Regions from separate parts of the Mus musculus genome. Here all the other regions are linked to region 3. The links are chromatin contacts, called in public Hi-C and Micro-C maps. All regions are on one chromosome and are shown on one strand. The core of a region is the stretch at or near the end of the contact, and the rest is flanking DNA. Distances in the headings are between cores, read along the strand shown.

Region 1 (3,250 bases), core at 14-2,513, 230 kb after region 3:
TACCAGAGGTGTTTTATGCTGTGTCAGTATTGAACCTTTCTTGCATTTTACTTTTTTTATTTTATAGGAAAGAGAAAACAAAAGCTATTTCAGTATGCTAGTACCCCGGAGGCTCAGCAGCACAAGTGACATTGAAGAAAAGGAGAACAGGTAATCACAACACATGCCAGAGATGATTTCTTTCAGCCCTTGGGTCATGGCGAGCTGGCTATTATTCTTCTGCCTTTCCCACAGATGTCCTCAGGAGCTTATGGAGTGCTTGTCCTTCTGCTTGGAATACACACACACCAGTTCTTTACCCTTTAAATTATAACTCCAGCTACCGTCTGTCTGTAGGGCCCTGACCCTTCCAAGTGTGAGTTAGCTTTAATACCCAGCAGACTCTGTAAAAGCAGTCTGTCTGTTTTGTTTCCCAAGCCACCCAGCCATGCCTGGTGTACTGTATACCACACAGTAAGCACTGAATAGATTGTTTACTTGAAATGACCAGCTTCTAATTAATAAGGAAGTAAAGTTAATGCCTTCCTCATCAATTAGATGAGTAATGGAGATTTAAAAATACTGCTACATTTCAAGGCATACTCAAACTGGACCCTTTCTCCGAAGGCATGCAGCCCAACAATGCTGAATCAGAATCTGAATTTTAGCAGAATTTCTTAGGTGATTCAGTAAACATTAAAACCCATGAAGAATTGCTCCAGGCCTACAGACTCTGCAGCAAAGACCCCAAGTTCTTGATTGTGAGTGTAAAAACTATGACAGGCCCTTCAGACATCTTAGTACTGTAGTGCTAAGGAGGTACCAGCAGTCTCCCTATCTTTTTCCCTCTGTAGAAACCTCATTAGCTCCTTTGCAGCCTGCAACTGGACATCAGTGCAAGTGCTTTTTAAATGAGTGTCATGAGGGAGTCCTCATCACAAAGGAGTGAGGCTGTTTGGTGTGAAGTAGAATTTGGTTCCTAGTGGGATGAGATGGCTTTAATGTCGATAGAAGAAAGCCAACAGTAGTATAAGAAAAAAACAAACAAACCAGGATCACTTGAAAAATGTGCCTGTTTCTTTAGCGTGTTAGTTTTCCGTTTGGCTTTTCTTTCTTTATATAGTCCAGATTGGTGTGGGAATCACTATGTTGTTGGTGTTCTTTCTTGCCTCTACAGAGAGTCAGCTGTTAATCTAGTAAGGAGTGGCTCCCATACCAGGCAGCTGTGGAGGGATGAAGCAAAGGGAAGTGAAACCCCACAGACAATCGCTCCTTCCACTTACACGTCAACTTACTTGAAAAGGTACCAGCTGCAGATGGGTGGGAGGTGACTTCTTCACTCTGACCATGGGTATGGGTAATGCGTGCATGCTTTTATATCCAATTAGCACCATAAAAACGAATGGCTTTTAGGTTCCTTGGGATCAACATTTTCACTAATTTAAGATTAATTGTTCTTTTAATGAGTTAACATAAGCCCATTCCGATCCCCTCCACAGACCTGACTTTACACTCCATCCTTTCAGCCCTATTAAAACTGCAGTCTGAAGCAGCATCTGGTGACCTCTGGGGAAAGTGGGAGAGATGCGTTCTTGCCTAGTCCTGGCTTTCCCTTGTGTAAAACTAGAGTTGTTTCATCAGACTTTACAATTGAGGGTTGGGAGGGGGAGGGCATCACCGGGCGGTAAGGAGTGGGCAATGGGGACAGTTTTCTGTTGGATTTAAGACATTTCATATTGAGCCTGTTAATTTAGGGACTTGAGTTGTTTTTGTTTTTTTATGACTTTAATGGCCCTCAGATCCATCAAGATGTGAAACTCGCAAGTTTGGTGTGCAGAGAAGGTACACGGGTTTCTTTTGATCTCATCTGTACTATCTTTTCTGCAATTATTTCCTTTGCCACAAGCTAGCCAGCAAGCAAAGCACCTCTGCCAGAACCATTAAGCTACGAGAGACACTTAATACTATTTCAGTTTGAATTCTGCTGCTGATATAGAAGAATCTGTTTTTCATTGCTTACTTTGAATTCTTTCTTCACTTCCACTTAACCCTTCTAGCTGCAACCTCCTGCCTTCATCATTAGGCTTTCTAGATGGCCACCCTAGAAACAGGCTTTGCTGTGACTTAGACCATCAGATTAGCTGCTTGTGATCAAAACTATTTCTTCCTAAGAGGAAGACTCTAAACAAGTAGTTAATGTTGGAAAATGGGAACTAAGCTACAATGGGAACAGACATGGCTGCCTTCAGTTCTGCAGGTCCATCCTGAGAAAGATCTTTACTCTGAGAAGTATACAAGTACAGCTCATTGATCTCAATAGCATTGTATTTTATGTATTTATTTATATAGGCAGTGCCTCGTAATCTCAGCTGGCCTTTGAACTCACCCTATAGCTGAAATAACTGAAATTTTGATCTACCTGCCTCTACCTCCTCAGTGCTCAGATTACAGGCATTTGTCACCGCACATGCTTATGAGGCTGGAAATTGACCCCAGGGCTTCCTGCATGCTAGGCAAGCGTACTACCAACTGAGCTACATCCAAGCCCACTGACTATTACACAGACAAGTGGTTGGGATTTTATGAGGGGGTCACCTATTTCTCTTAAAAGGAAACACTTTGATTTACCAAGATGCATTATTATCTCTTACAGTCAAACCCAGTATCAAAGACAACTTTTCTAAGAGAATAATGTTCTAGATGCAGGAAAAAAGAAAACTTCAATTTAGTTTCTTAGTGTGGAGTTATTTGGGGGTGAGGTTGTTGATGTTCATGACCCAAATCTTCAGCGAATGGGTTTGAGTGGCTTTGGTTTGATGTTTGGGCAAAGTTATAGTGAACATAAGAAGAAAGGGCTAAAGATTGTACTTAATTACATGAGCACTTTTTGAGAAAAGATCTACAACTTGCTGAATACCTTAGATTTCTCGCGCTCATTTTCTGTGACCCTGCAGTGAGCTTCCCAAGAAGAAGGGATTGTGTCCCATCACCATTTTACACAGAAAGAGCAGGGAGGAGCCCCTCATCCCCTGCTGTGCCAAGCCTGGGTCTTCTTCACATCTTCTGCATCATATCTTATATTCAGACAGGAAGTAATCTCTTACAGTCCAGAGAAATACCTCTTTTCTAGTAAAGGTTTCAGAGTTTTATTACCAGCGCCCACCCCACCCCGACCCCCCACCAGGGTTTCAGTGCTGTTACAGTCAGAAAGCATCTTACAAACTCCTAATCAAATGTTTGCTGCCATTGAGACAGTCCTTAACTGTGTTTA
Region 2 (2,929 bases), core at 157-2,656, 250 kb after region 3:
TAAATAAAAATAAATATTTTTCTATATATAAGAAATTTTTTTCTAATTGATCTTTATGCTTAGAGGACCAGTTTCTGGACAAAATTGAAAATTAATGCAGAACCAATCAGTTTTAAAGTCATGTCGAGTGACTATTTAGTTCTGCAAAGGAATTACTCTTTAGTCTCTTTTTCCTTTTTTTTTGTTTTTTGTTTTGTTGTTGTTTTTTTGTTGTTGTTGTTTTTTGAGGCAGGGTTTCTCTGTGTAGCCCTGGCTGTCCTGGAATTCACTCTTTAATCCCAAGTGTGGGATTAAAGGGGTGCGCCACCACTGCCTGGCTCTCTTTTTCATTTTTATTTGTGCATGTTTGTTTATTAAGATAAGGTCCCAGTATATATGCCAGACTAGTCTAAAAAATAGTAATCCTCCTGCCTCAGCCCCACTTACCTGAAAGTGTCCTTTTCCCTCAGTTGTCTTTATCCCATCCTTCTCTTCCCACATCTATTTTGTGTCCTTGCTTAGGGCATTACTCTGTCCAAGTAGAAAACAGACCTCTCCTGAACACGCTCTGCCTCATCTCCCTCTTCCTAGTTGTCCCCCATGCAGAGCCTCCCCATGCCGGAGTGGCTTTAGCTCCTGTTCTCTGCCTAGCAATGTCCTGCTCAGTGCCATGAGAACTCTTTATTTTTTAGCTTTTTAATTATATTTTAACATTTAAAACACTTTTTAAATTTAATTATATTTTGAGCATATTCACCCCCTCCTCCAAGACCTTCCATAGCCTCTCCCCACCTCCCCACCCAACTGTAAGTTCTTTCTCAAAAAAACAAACAGTAACCCAATATAACAGCAAAACCACAGCCAAAAAGAAATTTAAAAACACTGAACTATATCCAAATAAAAGCACACACACACACACACACACACACAAAACAAAAACTGGAGAGTCTATTTTAGGTTTCTCAATTACTCATGAATATAAGGGGTGAGTAATGTACCCAGTGCCACTTTATTGGAGAGAACGGATTTTTCCTTACCCAGCAGGAAACAGTAGCAGTTCGGTTATTGACATTTACTGTAGTGATTGGATTTTCATTCATTCATTCATTCATTCATTCATTCATTCATTCCTAAAAATTATAATAAAATAAAATATAACCTAAAATAAAAACCACCTAATTGAAGTTGGCCATGACAAACCAACAGAAGGAAAAAGCCCAAGAGAAGGCACAAGAATCAGAGACCCACTCATTCACAAACTCAGGAACCCCATAGTTGTCTGAGTCTGGGATACCTCTCTCAGTGATTTTCTTAGTTTCATTCATTTGCCTACAAGTTCATTCTTCTCTTAAAGGACATCTAGGTTGTTTCCAATTTCTTGCTTTATGTTCATGGTTGAGCAAGTTTGTCTGTGGTAGGAGGAAGCTTTTCAGTTTCATGAGGTCCCATTTATATATTGTCGGTCATAGTGCCTGTGCTAATGGTGGTGTGTTCAGAAAGTCTGCCAGTGAGAGCTCCTTCATTTTAAATACCACTGCTTACTACTTCTGCTCTCCAGCTCCAGGCTGAACCCAGAATTCTCTTCACAGTGCTCTTAGGACAGTTTTGACCAATTAAATGGCAATGTGTTCCTTTTTGTCCCTGCACTGTGAACTTGTGAGGTGGCTTTTTAAGTGAATTTTCTTATCACAGAGCTGAATAAGTAGACACTGGATCAGTTGTAGGATCTTCTCTGCCCTCCAGGTGGCAGCAGAGGAAAGCCAGTTGAACTATTTGGATGTATGACATCAAAGAATCTAGTTTGTGTTTGAATCAATTTTCAGAGGAGCACATCTCCCATATTCCATTTTAACTCTTTTAATATTGGAAAGCAAATAGCTTCTAGCACATGAAGGCCCTTGTGGATTTCCTGGTACTTCTTCAGAGGACAGCAACCAACACAGGGTAGATTGCTCCCTGGCTTTCGAGTAGGATGCATACTTTACCTTTCAACAAAGCAGTTGATGTCTTCCAGGCAAGCTTTGTAACCTTTCTAGTCCGAGCTTCTCCACAGGCTAGCTAGTTTGAGTTAGGGAATATATAGATAGCATAAAATTCTAAAATTATGGGATCCTGAGTTATCAGTGACTGTCTAATGAATGTCCGTGTGCTTGGTGGTGTGCTCAGAGTATCGGTATAGTAGAAAGGGGATGTGCCATACCTTGTACTCTCAGGGTTGAGAATCTATAATACACTCATTTCCTCCCTCAGTTCAGCATTATGTGCAGGCAAATATATTAGGATTTCAGAAAAAAGCAAGGTGAATGATGGAGGATCGTGTAATTAGAATAGGCTTCATGGAGGTAGAATTTGAGTCAGCATTTATATATATGAAAGGCTTAGACTAGAGGAATTAATGATTTTGAAAGTTTACTGTATGCCCCATCTGCTTTTCCCCATAGTGCATGTTGAGAATCAGATAGGATAAAGAACTTTTGAGTAATCAGAATTAGTAATGAAAAAAGCCGGAATTTAAAACCACCGTCAGGACTCTGCTGCCATTCTTTGACCTCAGCAGGACCACAAAGGTATCTCAGAGGTGGGCCTGAGCTGGACCATTCCACACCAAGAGCTTGCCAATGTGAGCATGATGCCCGGATCTCCTGATGTCTCTGAGGGACTGGCCATAGCGTTCCATGGAAATTCGTATTAGGGAGCAGTCAGTTCGGGATACACAGCAAATGGAGACTTTCTATTTTCTTTCAAATCTGATGGAAAGTGCAGGGCTTCAGAAAATCAGAAGAGAAGTTGCTTTGTACATGTTGGGTCAGGATGCTCGCTCTGGAACATTGGGTAAGAGAGTTCTGTTTAAGAAGTTTTTACAAATAGGGCTTAGCTGAGGGCAGTCACCCGGACGATTGTTCCTGTTCCTCTTTAAATAACAATCTTTTTTCCTCGGGGTCTTAAAGTA
Region 3 (2,899 bases), core at 144-2,643:
AGGGGGCTTCTGCTTGCAGGTCTGTGTGGCTGTGGAGGGACCTTCTTACAGGCTCATCTTGTAGTTCTATCACAGCTGCGGCTGGAGCCCTGGAAGCACAGCACAGTTCTTTTGGCTTCTTGGTCTGACTATGCAGCTTCCCCTCTGCGGGCCCTGCGGCGTCCGCAAAGATAGAGAGGGGTTGATGAAGTGTTTGGGATATAGAAGTAAAAGGTGGAGGGTATCTTGGCTACCTCCGTGTGGTCCTCATGGACCATGGGGATCAAACTGCTCCCAACTTGGTCTAGTTCCATCCTGGGGCTTGGCTCAGGGAAAGATCTGGAGACCAGAGAAAGCAAAAGGACACGTGAAGGAAGCACTGCTAGCCCAGGCTGGCCTAAGAAGAGAGCTGAGTCTTGACTCCAGTTTTAGCCACTATTGCCCTTGCTCTCCAAGGTCCTGGGATTATAGATGGATTATAGATGGAATCGGGCCCTTAAGGTGCTTGAGCTGCATCTGTAGTACTGGGCCTCCAGGTGGCGCCAATCAGCCGACTCGCTGGCAAGCTCTGGCAACCAGCTGTGCGGAGGGCAGCCCCTCTGCTGTCCTGGGTCCCGAGATCAAGGTTCAGGGTGATCTCTAGACCTTAGATCTTATAGTCTACATGAGTTCATTTCCATGCCCTGTGCATCAGGTGGAATCTACGCCAGTTGCTTGGTGTTGAGGAGTGGCTCCTCAATGAGGGGGCCCCTCCTCATTCCTACTACCAACCTGCGACCACGTCCTTCCTCCTTGAGACCTTCTTCCTTCCCTGGTCGGAATGGGTGTAAAGGAGTGATCTGGGCACTAGTTCTGAGGCTGTCCCCAACTGCCGTGTGACCTTGAACATCTCTTTCTCTCGGGTCTCTTTTCCCATCAGCCTAAAATCTGGTAGTGGGGCTCAAGTCTGTGGAACTCTCTTTTGTTGTTGTTTTTTTGTTTTGTTTTGTTTTTTGTTTGTTTGTTTCTCCCCTGATGGTCTCTGGTCCCTTGAGACCCTGTGGCTGTTCCCAAAGTCAAAAAGAATTCGACCCCATAGGCCCAGCTCTGGGGCACCCTTTCTAAACAAGTGCAGGTCTCTGATGTGCTGGCCCTTCCTAGCTTTCTTTGGGTTTCTTTGCTTTCTTCACCGCCCCTCTCCTACCCCACGCCCCCGATGAAATTCCTGCCAGCTGGGAAGGAAGGAGGGAAGGGGAGCGAGCCACAGCGTAGAAAGTTTCCTTGACTCCTCCTCCCAGCCCCCCCACCCCACCCCCGTGTCTCCCTCCCTCGCCAAGCCCAGCCTGTGAAACTGAATAACGAAGATCACTCAACAATGCCTGCCCCTCTCTGACTGCACCGTCCCGCCGCCGCTGCCGCCGCCGCGCCCAAGCCAAGTCGAGCGGGGGCGTTGCCCACCGACGGCGCAGCCCTCGGGCCCGCCCGGGACCAGGAGGTGAGCCGCGCGCGCACAACTCCGTGCGCTCGCCCGTCTGAGCGCCCGCCAGGTGCCCCGCAGCCCGCCGCCGAGATGCACAGCCCGCCTGGGCTCCTGGCGCTGTGGCTTTGCGCTGTGCTGTGCGCATCGGCGCGCGCGGGCAGCGACCCCCAGCCTGGCCCGGGGCGTCCCGCCTGCCCGGCTCCCTGCCACTGCCAGGAGGACGGCATCATGCTGTCCGCTGACTGCTCCGAGCTCGGGCTCTCAGTGGTGCCTGCGGACCTGGACCCCCTGACGGCTTACCTGTGAGTACTCACCTGCTGGTACCTGTTATTCGTAATGGCCGCCTGCCCCGCAAACACTCGTTTGGTGCCCTTGGACATGCGCATCCCCAAGAGGGCTCTTCCTTTTCCAAGAGTGAAGGACTGGGAAGCTAGTCTTAGAACTTGGGAAACTGAGGCAAGAAATGAGCCTAGGCCTCCCTGCTACCTTTCCCAGGTGTTTCTCCCCCACCCCTATGGGCTTAATGTGGGACCTGGTGAAGTGCAGTGTGAACGCCAAGCAAGAAAGTGGTGTGTGTGTGTGTGTGTGTGTGTGTGTGTGTGTGTGTGTGTGTGACAGTATATTCTTTTGCTGTCCTCCTCAGAAGAACACTGCCCAGGATTGATGAAGGCAAAAGTTAGTGCTCTGTTAGGAGGTGAGGGAAGTTTGCCCTGGTAGGGATGAAATGGGTTCTTCCACCACAGCAGGAAGCGGCACTGCCCCACTGAGGCAGGGGGCTTTGGTGAAGGGTCCACGCAGCTCTCCTCTCCTTAGTTAGGGACTCTGCCAGTACCATCTTCTTGTGTGGAGGTCTCCTACCCCCTCCCCAGGCCTCCCTGAAGTCTTGTCCCAGGAGGCTGTGTTAGAGACACTAATTTGTGGGCAGGCTTCAAGACTGAAAACCAGAGAACCATTTTTAGAGTCTGAGTTGGGGTGAGGTGGTGCACGAAGGGGACCCTATTGGGGGTAGCCGGCTCAGAATCGGGAGAGCCGGAAGCTGTAGCTGATCACTACCTGGGCAGGAGTGGGTGGGAGCATAGCCCGGACCTCTTGGCCCTGACCCCTGCTGCAGGGAGAGGAAACCCCCTGGCCTCCCCTGCTATCCCTTAGAAGAAGGAGAGAAGGTGGGAAGATCTGGGTAGAAAGTCTGGCCAGAGCTCCCTCAGGCCTGAGAGAGGCTCTCTCGGCTTTGGGATCCTAGAATTGAGGATCGCTGAGGAAGAGGCAGCCGGGCTTGTTCCCAGAGGCTCGGCAATAGAGCTGGTGGGGCCAGGGTGCGATGAGAGGGTGGTGTCCTGGTAAAAGTGGGGGATCCTGAACTAGTGCCCCTTGTGGGGCTCCTTCCATATCGCGATTACCTCCCCGCCCCCATATCCTTCTTCACTCCAAAAGAAACAGTTGTGGGAACAGAAACACCCATAT

Evidence for each region. A called contact is a pair of places that touch in the nucleus more often than the background predicts.
Region 1: a contact with region 3 is called in a Hi-C map of cerebellum, with 2.1 times the contacts expected there. The contact joins the enhancer-like site here to the promoter of Lgr6 in region 3. A contact is called at or near these places in 10 of 39 promoter capture datasets (the 3T3-L1 cell line, 3T3-L1-derived adipocytes, cranial neural crest and 7 more), 2 of 15 datasets of contacts at CTCF or cohesin (large pre-B cells and pro-B cells), 7 of 484 Hi-C or Micro-C datasets (the G1E-ER4 cell line, the HL-1 cell line, the HPC-7 cell line and 4 more), 1 of 115 datasets of contacts at active chromatin or transcription factors (large pre-B cells) and 1 of 9 other capture datasets (embryonic stem cells).
Region 2: a contact with region 3 is called in a Micro-C map of B cells, with 2.7 times the contacts expected there. The contact joins the enhancer-like site here to the promoter of Lgr6 in region 3. A contact is called at or near these places in 16 of 39 promoter capture datasets (the 3T3-L1 cell line, 3T3-L1-derived adipocytes, the C10 cell line and 11 more), 1 of 15 datasets of contacts at CTCF or cohesin (pro-B cells), 13 of 484 Hi-C or Micro-C datasets (B cells, the C2C12 cell line, the G1E-ER4 cell line and 8 more), 1 of 115 datasets of contacts at active chromatin or transcription factors (embryonic stem cells) and 1 of 9 other capture datasets (embryonic stem cells).

What each region holds. Positions count from the first base shown.
Region 1 is chr1:134,870,839-134,874,088 of GRCm38.p6, reverse strand. It overlaps Ppp1r12b (protein phosphatase 1, regulatory subunit 12B), which reads left to right. Exons shown (of 24, transcript NM_001368827.1): 11 at 68-150; 12 at 1,157-1,282. Among named protein-coding and RNA genes, the nearest start is that of Gm51265, 74 kb to the left of the region's middle. Within about 2 kb of position 1,263, at least 24 of the 459 cell types and tissues checked have an H3K27ac peak or open chromatin away from gene starts, as enhancers often do.
Region 2 is chr1:134,853,313-134,856,241 of GRCm38.p6, reverse strand. The region is part of intron 13 of Ppp1r12b (protein phosphatase 1, regulatory subunit 12B); the gene reads left to right. Among named protein-coding and RNA genes, the nearest start is that of Gm32670, 81 kb to the right of the region's middle. Within about 2 kb of position 1,406, at least 5 of the 459 cell types and tissues checked have an H3K27ac peak or open chromatin away from gene starts, as enhancers often do. A contact at or near this core is called in B cells, where this site is marked.
Region 3 is chr1:135,103,770-135,106,668 of GRCm38.p6, reverse strand. Lgr6 (leucine-rich repeat-containing G protein-coupled receptor 6) reads left to right here and starts at 1,393. Exons shown (of 18, transcript NM_001033409.3): 1 at 1,393-1,740. The coding sequence starts at 1,529.